Regions from separate parts of the Mus musculus genome. Here all the other regions are linked to region 4. The links are chromatin contacts, called in public Hi-C, HiChIP or PLAC-seq and Micro-C maps. All regions are on one chromosome and are shown on one strand. The core of a region is the stretch at or near the end of the contact, and the rest is flanking DNA. Distances in the headings are between cores, read along the strand shown.

Region 1 (2,700 bases), core at 73-2,572, 150 kb after region 4:
CTTCCAGGGCAGTATTTGACAGCCATGGCAGGGGGCTGCCAGAGCGAGCACCGTATTCTGTGCAGCTTGTGACTCTGTAGCCGAGAGAGGAGGCCTGCTGGCCTGAGATTTAGGCTTTGGAGCTGAGGGATGAAGCCTCGGGAGTTAATGGGCTGCGTCTCAGGACCCCCTCAGGCCTCCGGGGTCACCTGCCGCATGCTCACCTGGGCTCTGTCCTGCCTTGGATGGGAAGCAGGAGTCAGCTCTCAGAAAGTGACCACGCGTCCGTTCGTGTTTGTCGACCCAGCAGAGAGAGGGTCGTGGGATGCCGGTGTCACCTGCCCTGTGGGACAGTGAGACAGCAAGCCTCCACCAGTTCAGGCTCACAGAGCACCCCTGTGGGAGTCCCTGTGGCTGCTCACACATTTCACACCAGTGCGGCGGGCGGCACCTCGAGGGACGTCCTGCGAAGTATGCGGGTCCCTCCCCTGCTCTGCACCCTCACCCCTCCCATGATGGCCAGCAAGGCTGACCATGGCCTTTCTGTGGCCTTAGTGGGCCACAGTGCTGGCATGAGATGGCTCATGCATCATGACTGGCAACCATCCTTGGCTCGTTCTCTCCCAAAGCCTGGCTACCTCCTCTACCTGTCCAGGAGCCCTGCGACCGAATGATGCCTGGTCACGATGCTTCACCGTGAAGGGCTCCCAGAGCTAAGGGTGCCACCCAGGGGCTGGTTCCCCAGGCTTTGCCCTCTCCCCCCTCCCATCCCCTCCATTCTGCTTTCCTCCATTCTGGTGGCATAGGCCACTGAAAACAACCTGCCGGGTGGTAAACTGAGGGCTTTCAAATGCTGGCAAGTGCAGTGCTGGTTCTGGTTCCGGGTCAGCCTGCCAGGTCCCAGACCACTTCCTATAGCCCCTAGGGGACACCCCCCAAGCTTCAACAGTGAAGGCTAGCGGAATGTGGGAATGTCCTGGAAGGTTTCATGGTGGAGGCCATGAGGGGAGAGCACGTGTCTCACCCCAGGAGAGGCTGTGGCTTTGCTCTTAGGGGGAGGAAGTGAGCATTATGGGCTGCAGCAGATTGCAGGGCCTAATGGGCAAAGGCATATTAGTACCTAAACGGGCCTGGAGGTCAGCGGTCACTGTGGGCCTGCAGAGCAGGGGATAGCTCCGTTCCATGAGGGCTATGAACTGAAGACATTCAGGTCGTCAGTTGAGGGTAGTGAGCCAACAGGCAGAGAGCTGGGGGTGGGGGGTGGGGGAGGATACCAGCCTTAGCAGTTACTACTGCACGCAGGTGATAAAGGCTCAAAGGTCAAGGCTGTGGGCCCAGCTGGTCACCTTGACCCTCAGTGCTGTCACTGCCCGCTACTGTCTCCTCCATACCCGGGGCCGGTCTCCTTAAGGTGCACAGGGTTCAATAGGGCAGCAAGGTCAAATGTCAAATGTTGGAAGTTCCCAGATAACAGTGGGTGCGTATGTGCAGCCTCTGGAGGAGCGTTAAGGCGTGGACAGGCACCTTGGAAAAAGCTGGTCTTTCCAGGCTTAGACTCATGCCCACCAGCTGACTTGGGCAAGCACACTGCCCTCATCTGTGGGATGGGTTTGTTTGTTTAATCCCTCAGGACTGACTTGCCCCGGGTGCCTTGGTGATTGGGAGGACTCCGTGGGCCTGAGTGACGCTAAGCCCAACGCTAACCCCAATACCTCAGTCACTCTAACCAGTCATTAAGAGTTGAGCAATGGCCGTTATCCTTTTCCGAGCCTCAGGCCCTGTCCTCCCTGATACCTGCTGCCTGGGGGCGATCTGAGCCCGGAGGGCCGGACTGCATAGCAATCCACCCACTCGCCTCCTGCATTTCTCTCATGGCTGATTCCTGGAGGGGCCCCTAGCCGTCCCTTAGAGACTGGGACAGACGAGGAAGCAGGCCAGGTCCATCAGGACAAACTGGGGATAGGGTCTTCCCTACGACAGGGTGGCAGTACGCAGGGGGAGGGGTGTGGGCACCACAGGACATTTTAGGACCAGACCTCTCTTTATTCATTTGGCTGGCACCCTCTGCTGGCCGGTGGGGGAAGTGTGGCCTCTGCTCAAGACCAGCCTAGCTCGGGCAGCAGACCAGGAGGCAAGACACCACCCACTCCCTTTCCCCATCCGGCTCCCCCGTGTCCTAAACAGGCAGCCTGGGCTGGAGTTAAGAGACACACTCTCTGGGCATTCTCCCGTGTTCTGCATGCTTCCCGTGACATGTGACACAGGAAGGGAGGAAACTAAGGCTCAGAATCAAGTCCCAGTGAAAGGGACCATGCCCAACTCTGGCTTTCCTAGATCGCTCCATGCCTATGCCAGCACAGCTGTCATCAGCCTGTGAGACCCTGGTAAGCTTCCTTGCCAGATGGCCTGAGAGAAACGGGCTTGGCAGACAGGCTGTCAGTGGAAGGCCCTGGGCCTAACTGAGGACAACCATAAAATCCCTACTGGGCTTGTATGGTGGCCATAGCTGGACAGGATTCAGTCCTTCTTGGGTCAGCTTCTTTGATTGCTGGGAGCGGTCTCCAGGGCCCAGGTCTTGCAGAGGGGGTAAGTAGTTCTGTCTTCAGGCTGATCCCCAGGCACCAGGTTACAGCTCTGGCTACAGGACACTCCCCCTCCTACTCGTTCCTGGAGCACTTCTTGGTGTTTTCTTGATTGTCCTGCGTTCCATAATTATAGCCC
Region 2 (2,700 bases), core at 26-2,525, 130 kb after region 4:
AGTGGTGGAGAGGTGCCAGGCAAAGAGGTGTTTTTGTTTTTTTTTTTCCTTTAAGAGTTTCAAAGTGGGTGGTTGTTCACGAGAGAAATTGGAAAAAGTAAAAAAAATAAAGTAAAATCAAAAGCACAATTCACACAGCCTAGGCTTGTTGGAAAGCCTCCCTCAGGAGTGTTGTTTTCTTCCAGTGCAAGGGTGTGTCAGTTGGTCAGTCGGCTGCTGGTGATGGGCGTGTGGTCAGCGTGGACACCGCCAAGCTCAGCCCCACCTCTCAGCTGAGTGCCAGAGGGACATGGTGGAGAGCAGGGGCGGGGGGAGGGGGGAGGAGGGGTGAAGGTGGGGGTGTGGGAGTTGGGGGGGGAAGCACTGGTTTTATTTCTTTTGGAGCCAGTATTAGTAAGCACCATACCACAGAGCCCAAGCCTGACCGCTGCACATTGCTTCAGCCTCCAAGCCTGACCGCTGCACATTGCTTCAGCCTCCGCCAGATACTCACGGACGCTTTGCTGCCCACGGAACGTGGTGGTGGTGGTGGTGATTTTCTAGTTGCTCGTTTAATGGTTAGCATTCTCTGAGGGGAAGGCGTCAGCAAGCCTGCCATCGTAGTGGCGAAGTGCCGGTCCAGAGACTAAGGGCTGATTTTGGCCCCGTAGGTCTGAAGCAGGAGGCACATCATGGTGGTGGGATGGTGTAGAGGAGGAGGCTGCTTCCCTCAGGGCACTAGGAAGCAGAGAGGGTCACAGGGGAAGAGATTCAGGACAGGACACAGCCCCCAAGAACGCATTTCCCATGATCTGCCTTCAACTAGACTCCCCACGTTCGAGAGGATTCTGCAACTTCTCTGTAATATCAGCAAGTCCGCTAATGGATTAATTGATTGATTATAATGGAACCTCATGATCCAGTCACCTTCTTAGTGACCGGAGCTTCCAGGGGGACGCCAAGCCTTTGACACATGATCCTTTACTGGGGGTCACTGTATATCTACACTGTAAATGAGTCCCTTCCTTCTCTCTCTTTCTTTTTTCCTTCTTCCCTTCCTCCCTCCCTCCCTCCCTCCCTCCCTCCCTCCCTCCCTCCCTCCCTTCCTTCCTTCCCCAGACTCTTATGAAATAGGAATTTTTTTTCCCTCAGTGAGATTGTAATTCCTGTCCCTCATTATCAATGTCATTGTCCCTTGGGTAGAGACAAATGACTGGCCATGTGCCAGGGAGGAGTGACTCAAGGCCCAGGTGTTGTTCTCGTAGGCAGTTGTGGGACCTGTGTTCTGGGGCACTGGCTCTTGTCCTGGCCACACCGACCACTTGCCCCATGACCTCAGACGAGGTCACCTTTGGCAGGGGCCATCTGCCAATCAGGCCCTTTGTTTCTGTACCCCGGGCTCTGAGGGTCCCCGCCCAGAGCCTTGTACATCTATCTTCCCTGGGGGGAGTAAAAGGTGGCTGTTACTTGTCTCCTGTGGGGTGGTGACACAGAGGGCGGGTCCCTCATTCCCTGCTCCTCCTGCTGGGTGCTCCTGGAGGACCAAGGCCTATTTGCTCTCCTTAGTAACCAAATATTGACCTCACCCTGGCACCGGTTCTCATCTAACCTTTGGGTCTGTTCTGGTTCGTATCTCCCTTAAAGAAACACAGCGTTGTGGGCAGGTGCTGTGGCAAACGGCCAGGGTGAGCCGTACCCACCTGTACCCACCCACGGACGGCCACCTGGGCTGGAGGGTTCTGGAAGCTGTTAGCTCCCTGTTGATGGAAGGCTCTTGTGGGGCCCAGAGAGTGGAAGGGACCTGTCCGGAAGCACACAGCAAGGTGGCGGCAGGGCCAGGCCTTGATCACAGGCCCCCTGCACAGGGATTCTGTCCTGTGACTGCGGGCACTCAGGCACCTCCTTATTGTGGGGCCTCAGGTGCACCCCTCTCTTGCTGAGAGCTTGAGGTGGAGGATGTCTGGCCCTAAGAAAGGCTGGGACCCACTGAGACAAGGAACATTGAATCTGGGGATGGTGTTAGCCAGAGTAGGTGGTGCCTTCTGTTGATGGGAGTCTTCAGTAGGTAGCAGGGCACTCCTGGCTCCTACTCTGTTCCTGTGGGGACCCTACAGTGTGAGAGAAGCTTGCAGCACAGAGAAATGAGGGCAATCAGCTGCTCTCCCTGCTGCAGATGCCAGGATCCGGTGCTGGACTCAGCCTTAGAAGCCTGAGATGTGGGGCATGTTCATTCCCTGGTCAGAGATATTCCATGCTGGGCTCAGCCAGCATCAGCAGAGGGATCAGCAGAGTGGATGGTAGGGCCCTCCTCCTGTGGAGGCTATACTGAGGTCAGCACCACAGGGGGAATAAATGGCCTGTTTGGGGTTCAAACCCACAGCTTGTACTGGTGGAGACTTGGAGGAGCTGGGAGAAGATTATAACTCCCTCCTTCCCAACAGGGCTCTAGCCCCTACATTTCGGAGTCTGTCCACCACCCACCATCCCCAGCGGCCCCCATGTGGGGGCCCCAGCTTCTTGCTCACAGGTGATGACCCTAGGGGCTCAGAGGTGACTAGTCCCCGGTGAAGGGTCATTCATATACCTGTGAAGTCTGATAAGCTTTTCTGTGACTAGAGAGTGCCAGATGCCGTGCAGGAAGTGGAGGATTTTCCAGGCCGTGCCCAAAGCCAAAGGTGACCTTTGAGGCCTGTGAGTTTGTGACCCTCCTTCCTTGTTGTG
Region 3 (2,700 bases), core at 125-2,624, 150 kb before region 4:
TCTTGAGGCCGGCTTTCCTGGCCAGGCCCACGGCTGTTTTAGGATTATATGCAGAGCAAAGCACAAGAATATCACACAAACAGGGACATCTGATGTGAGGATGCGTACACGGACGAGCGAGTGGCTCGAGGATGGGTGTGTTGGGCTAGCATGCCTTGAGAAAGGCTGGAAGCCTGGTGGCTAGAAATGTTTGGTCGGAAATGTGTCCCTGTACATTCTCATACTTACAGACTTTGAGAATGCGATGCAGGTGACAGCCCGGTCAAAAAAGCCTATTCCAATGACATGCAGAGTGTTCAGTGTCACAGAGTCCCAGATGCGCACATGTGGTGGCAGTTGCTGTTTGAAAAGAACACAGCCATCATTTGTGACTGTTGGGTAATTACTTCTCTTTACCTTGGAACCATAAAATTATTTTGACAGTGACTTCGGTTTTGCCAAACAAAGTCTTTTTTCTGTATCTGAGGACTCAACTCAATGAAAACATTCGCAGTGACCTAAGGAAACTCTAGGCCCGTGAACCATGGAGATGTCGGGAGAAGGCTCTCAAGTTTTAAACTTTGACTATCCACTCTCCAACACCCATACCAGAGGAACAGACACGCCTTTTGTATATTTGCATTTCTCTAAATTTTAGAAACGACATTTCACCAAATAGCACCACAGTGCAGTCAACAGATCCATCATCGCGAAAGGGTTTGGATTTGTGCCGGCTGGCAGGCAAGTGATAGGCAAACCTTGCTCTTGTTTAGCCTTGTCCCCAAATAGCCAGTTGCCAGGCACCAGACACCAGCATGTGGTCTCTCTAGGTTTCTTCACAGGTCAAAAAGTCTACTCAGACAGCTGTAAATCTCTCTCTAGTTCTATAGTAAGGATTCAATCAGGATGCCAAAAATGGAAATACACTTTCGTGCCACTAGAGGGCGGAAGAAACAGTTTCTAATTTCAAAGAGTTCTTCCAGGGTTTCCTTCTTTTTAAAACATGAACAACTGCTCCTTATGTGAGTTTACATAACAGCAGCCTGGCTTCTGTTATCGATCTTTGCAAGTGTGGAACACTCATAGAGAACAGCATGAAACCAACAGCTAAAATTTGGTATCATGAAAACATCTGTTCAGATAAGAGAGCAGTTTCTAGGCAGATACACATTGATAAAAAAAAATGGAGGTTCCTGTCCTGATTAGCTTCACACCGGGACAAAGCTGTACAAACAGGGACTTAAGAGGCTGTGAGAGTTTTGATAAAACATGACAGTCACTCGTGGATGCCAGCTTGGACGTCTCCTATTTGTCAGGTTCCTCACCTCCTTCCTTCCAAGCCAGACTGAAGCCTTGTTAAAGCGTCTGCAGTCTGTCTGCCTGAAGCTCCCAGGAGCCTCTGTGATCAGCACAAGGCATAAAGTCCACCCACTGAAGAAATGACTGGCAGGCACCCACAGTCAAGGACATCCCATAACATATGGTTACTTGGTGATTTTAACTCTGCTGCTTAGATTGGTATATTTTCGTGTTGATCATGTATGGAGATAAGGATTTCAGGAACTGATCGATTCTTTGATAAGACAATGCGATTTTAATGTGTTGTGGCTGCTGTATGTTATTTTTAAAGACAGTGTCCTGTTACAGAGCCCACAGACCTGCCTGTCTCTGCCTCCTGAACTCTGGCGTTAAAGATGTGTGCCATCCCAACCAGCAGCAATGCTATTTTAAAACTGGCTGAAGTTATGAGGAAGCTCAGGGTGGGGCTTAGGTCACGATGGAACATTCAGTTTGCAGTGAGAGCCCCTGGTGAGGACCCAATGGTTCTCAAATGCTGTGACTACAACGACCAGGCAGACTCATCATCAGCAATGTCGCCAGGAGGTTGTCGCCAGGTCTTTATCAAAGTCAGAAAGACAAGGAGGAAACCTCACCTTTCCATCCTTAGATGTGCCCGCCACTTGTCCCGTTGCTATGGTGATCCTGTCAGGATGGACCGCTAGGCTAAAATAAGGATAATTATCAGACAACCCCACACAAAGGTGCACTTTACTTCTACAATCTTCCAAAAGTTTAAACATAAGAAATCCACACTGCCTAGCTTCTAACAGACTCACCCCAACTACCTTAGCCAGCAAATGCTATTTCATTCATCAGAATGCCCGATTTCCTTTCGGGAACTTCCAACCTTAAGGAAAGGCATCCTTTGTTGGGAAAATAGCATTTCCTTCTCAGAACCACTGACTTAGTCGCCACCCTTTTCTACAAGTCATTTTTGGGTGTGTTAATTAGGAAAGACGTCTCATGTCAGTAGGACCACAAACCCATCTACCCACTGCAAGGTCTTCCCTAAGCTATACTATGATCCATAGGCATGCCAGACTCAGACCTATGTACACAGCAAAGCACGTTTTCATTTTTCGAGGCAGGGTTTCTCTGTATAGCCCTGGCTGTCCTGGAACTCACTCTGTAGACCAGTCTGGCCTCGAACTCAGAAATCTGCTTGCCTCTGCCTCCCGAGTGCTGGGATTAAAGGTGTGTGCCACCACGCCCGGCCTAAACTTTTTTTCTTAAACTTTATAAATTTTTCTTTTTCTTTTTTTAAATTACTGCGCCCCGGCCCGGCCCCGCCCACCACCCAGGCCCCGCCCACCACTGCCATTGCACACAAAGCACGTTTTTCTAAACTTAGAGACCCAATTTGAAGTCTTTAACATTCAG
Region 4 (2,700 bases), core at 104-2,603:
TGTATCTATAGAACTGGGACCTCCAGCTAGAGTGATGGCTCAGAGGTTAAGAGTACTGACTGCTCTTCCAGAGGTCCTGAGTTCAAATCCCAGCAGTGACTCACAATCATCTGTAATGGGATCCAAAGTCCTCTTCTGGTATGTCTGACAGCTACAGTGTACTCATGTAAAACAAACAAACAAATAAATAAATAGATAAATAAATAAATGGAACTGGGACCTCATGCACATTTGAGGGAAGTTGAACCCAAACATGCCAATGTTGGTGGCTGCCTCTTGAGGCTCCTTAAGAGTGGATCACTCCAGGTCCCAAGCGGAGGGACTACCTCTGCAGGAAGCACGCTAGGAATTGTTGCTGTCAGGGAGAAGGTGAGGGTTCCTATCCACAAGGCTGCCTGTACTAATGCCCCTGCCTGGGGTCTCTCACACAGACACAGGTCCTTGCCCTGGTACTAAGGCCAGCAAAGGTCTTGGCTACAGACTCTGCTCAGGCTAACCCCAGCCACGGACTGAGGAGGGAGTAAAAGCAGAGGTGGGTCCTGGATAGACCCTGGAACCTGGCTGGCTAACTGGAAGGACGTAATCCTCCTGTTGCAGCTCTCCCCGACTCTTACCCATGCCCAGCTCCCCTGGAACAGTCGGGAGCTGAACACAACAAGGTGGGTGCTTCCCAGTGAGCCAGCCCCCAACCTCTTTTTGGACTCCACCTCTGGAGGATTAAAACCCACAGGTCCGTCCGTCCCCCTCCCCCCCCCCCCCCCCGCGCCCCCAGTGAGAAGTCCCAGCATGCCTCCTGTAGAGGTAACCACCCTGGAAAGAGCTGGAAAGACTGGCTATTAAAGGGTCTCAAGTATAGGGGAAGGAGGAATATAAACTGCCTGCCCAAGACCATGAATACTTGAAGCTTCCTGCCAGGGCAGAGCACAGATTTAGAGTCCATGTCCCCCCCACATTCCTGTGTCTGAGTTTACAAGGGAGGAAATTTTCAGAAAAGGTCACCATTGCCTAGAGGCAGGCAGCCAGGGAGATAGCCACCCTCCAGAGTCCCTGGGGAGGGTATCACAGGTAACATGAGATAGCCTGCACCCAGCTTTCTCCCCTTTGTGCATTTCTGATCAGTGATTCCCATCTGTGGTCTGCGAGTTCCACCTGGCTCTGGACATAAGGTTTCCCCTGCCTAGCATCCGACAGTCCAGGTCTATCTCTAGGAGAGGCATTGAAAACCGAGGGCCAGGTTGTTGGCCAGCAAGAGCCTACACTGCTGCCTCCCAAACCCAGGCACCTGGCAGGGTGTGGAAGGCGCAGGGTCTGGTGGCACAGTGAATGAGCAGGCCATGCCAGAGCTGCTCCAGAGTGGCCCCGTGTGGTTCCTCTGAGGACTGCAGGTCTTTAAGCCTGCCTTCCCCTACAAGGAGCAAGCAATAAAGATGCTAATAATGGCCAGCAGGAAGGGATCCCCAGACTTTGCACCACACTCCACCCCATTCATGATCACACCTAACGGCTCCACCAGCCCAGAGAAGGGAGTCCTGTTAGAAGCCCTTCCTTTTGAATGAGGAAACTGAAGTTCAAGCTGCAAAGCCAGTGACAGGTAAGGTCAGGATTTGACCTCTGCTGGACTGAGAGCCCCGCCCCTCGCAGGGAGTGGTTCATGAGGTCGAGGCAGGGCACCAACCCTCCAGGAGCTGGCCGAGGGTCCTCCTGCCCTCTCCCTCTCTCCGATCTTTAGGTTCCAGCACAGAGCTCCGACTCAGGCCTGCAGTGACCGGCCACCAGGTATGAAGGTCCGTGAGTGAGTCCTAATTCCATCACGACTGTGACCTTGACTTTTCCGTGTCCTGTCCCCTGGGGGGACTTAAGACTGGAAGGAGGTGAAGGCCCAGGCTCAGCCATTACCAGTCCAAGCCACCGAATGCTAACATGGGCAACTGGACATTTCTGAAAGAAGCCAGTCCTCCATAGGCCAGGTTGTGCCCTGACAGCACAGAGGCAATGACCCTCAGCCCTTCTGTGTGGGTGCTGGGGGGGGGGGGGCTCTCTCCTGTGGGATCAGGCCCAGCAGTGGCAGAAACTGGAGGCCCACATGCATAGGGAAGATAGCTGGTGAGCTTCAGAGGTGCCTTGGGTTGGGGTGGGGGTGGAATCAGAGCAGGGCAGAAGCAGGACAGGGCTGAGGACAACATGGGAGACAGTGTCCTGCCAAGTGGCTATGGAAAAGGGCTGCTACGGGCACTGACAAGTCAGGGGTGGCTTTGCCTGTAAAACACAGGCCAAGCCTGGCTAGCCCACCAGAGAGAGACAGGAGGGAGTACAACAGGAACCCAGCCTGTAGCTCCAGAGGCACCCCCAAACTCCTGCCCAGTAGCTGTGACCAAAGAACTTGTACAAGACAACCTGGGCTGGGGCAGGGACAGGCCAGGAACCAAGGCACAAGCTCCCCTGTCCCTAGCTGCACCCTAGGCCCCGGCTGTGCAGAGCAAATCACCTCCTTCCCTAAGCTTTGATGTCATCCATTCCTTAGGAAATTCAAGACTGCTCAAGACCAAGGGAGACAATGTATCCTGAAGGTTGTCACAGTTCTACCCCTCCCCTGGTGTGGAGAAGGGGCCTTGCTGAGGTAGAGAAGTTTGTTTCTGACTCAGGCTCCCAGTGGGGAAGGAGGAGCTGGGACCATGACTCCTGGACTGGCCCCAGAGCACA

Evidence for each region. Hi-C and Micro-C count contacts between places; a contact is called where the count stands out from the background. HiChIP or PLAC-seq counts read pairs in DNA pulled down with a chosen protein or histone mark.
Region 1: a contact with region 4 is called in a Micro-C map of stem cell-derived neurons, with 3 times the contacts expected there. The contact joins two enhancer-like sites. A contact is called at or near these places in 3 of 39 promoter capture datasets (the 3T3-L1 cell line and cranial neural crest), 7 of 484 Hi-C or Micro-C datasets (cerebellar granule neurons, embryonic fibroblasts, embryonic stem cells and 2 more) and 3 of 9 other capture datasets (adipose tissue, embryonic stem cells and liver).
Region 2: a FOXA1 HiChIP or PLAC-seq map of pancreatic cancer cells shows a contact between it and region 4. The contact joins two enhancer-like sites. A contact is called at or near these places in 1 of 115 datasets of contacts at active chromatin or transcription factors (pancreatic cancer cells) and 2 of 9 other capture datasets (adipose tissue and liver).
Region 3: a contact with region 4 is called in a Hi-C map of cerebral cortex, with 2.1 times the contacts expected there. The contact joins two enhancer-like sites. A contact is called at or near these places in 15 of 39 promoter capture datasets (the 3T3-L1 cell line, 3T3-L1-derived adipocytes, cranial neural crest and 9 more), 2 of 15 datasets of contacts at CTCF or cohesin (the NIH/3T3 cell line and large pre-B cells), 9 of 484 Hi-C or Micro-C datasets (the HPC-7 cell line, bladder smooth muscle, cerebral cortex and 4 more), 7 of 115 datasets of contacts at active chromatin or transcription factors (embryonic basal ganglia, embryonic forebrain, embryonic stem cells and 3 more) and 3 of 9 other capture datasets (adipose tissue, liver and pancreatic islet).

Annotation. Positions count from the first base shown.
Region 1 is chr12:108,208,558-108,211,257 of GRCm38.p6, reverse strand. All of the region lies in intron 3 of Ccdc85c (coiled-coil domain containing 85C), which reads left to right. Among named protein-coding and RNA genes, the nearest start is that of Ccnk, 30 kb to the right of the region's middle. Within about 2 kb of position 1,322, at least 28 of the 459 cell types and tissues checked have an H3K27ac peak or open chromatin away from gene starts, as enhancers often do. A contact at or near this core is called in stem cell-derived neurons, where this site is marked.
Region 2 is chr12:108,233,921-108,236,620 of GRCm38.p6, reverse strand. The region is part of intron 1 of Ccdc85c (coiled-coil domain containing 85C); the gene reads left to right. Among named protein-coding and RNA genes, the nearest start is that of Ccdc85c, 40 kb to the left of the region's middle. Within about 2 kb of position 1,275, at least 36 of the 459 cell types and tissues checked have an H3K27ac peak or open chromatin away from gene starts, as enhancers often do. A contact at or near this core is called in pancreatic cancer cells, where this site is marked.
Region 3 is chr12:108,509,460-108,512,159 of GRCm38.p6, reverse strand. It overlaps Eml1 (echinoderm microtubule associated protein like 1), which reads right to left. Exons shown (of 22, transcript NM_001043335.1): 8 at 1,914-1,983; 9 at 229-339. Among named protein-coding and RNA genes, the nearest start is that of Evl, 44 kb to the left of the region's middle. Within about 2 kb of position 1,374, at least 15 of the 459 cell types and tissues checked have an H3K27ac peak or open chromatin away from gene starts, as enhancers often do. A contact at or near this core is called in cerebral cortex, where this site is marked.
Region 4 is chr12:108,362,639-108,365,338 of GRCm38.p6, reverse strand. No RefSeq gene overlaps it. Among named protein-coding and RNA genes, the nearest start is that of Cyp46a1, 30 kb to the right of the region's middle. Within about 2 kb of position 1,353, at least 151 of the 459 cell types and tissues checked have an H3K27ac peak or open chromatin away from gene starts, as enhancers often do. A contact at or near this core is called in cerebral cortex, pancreatic cancer cells and stem cell-derived neurons, where this site is marked.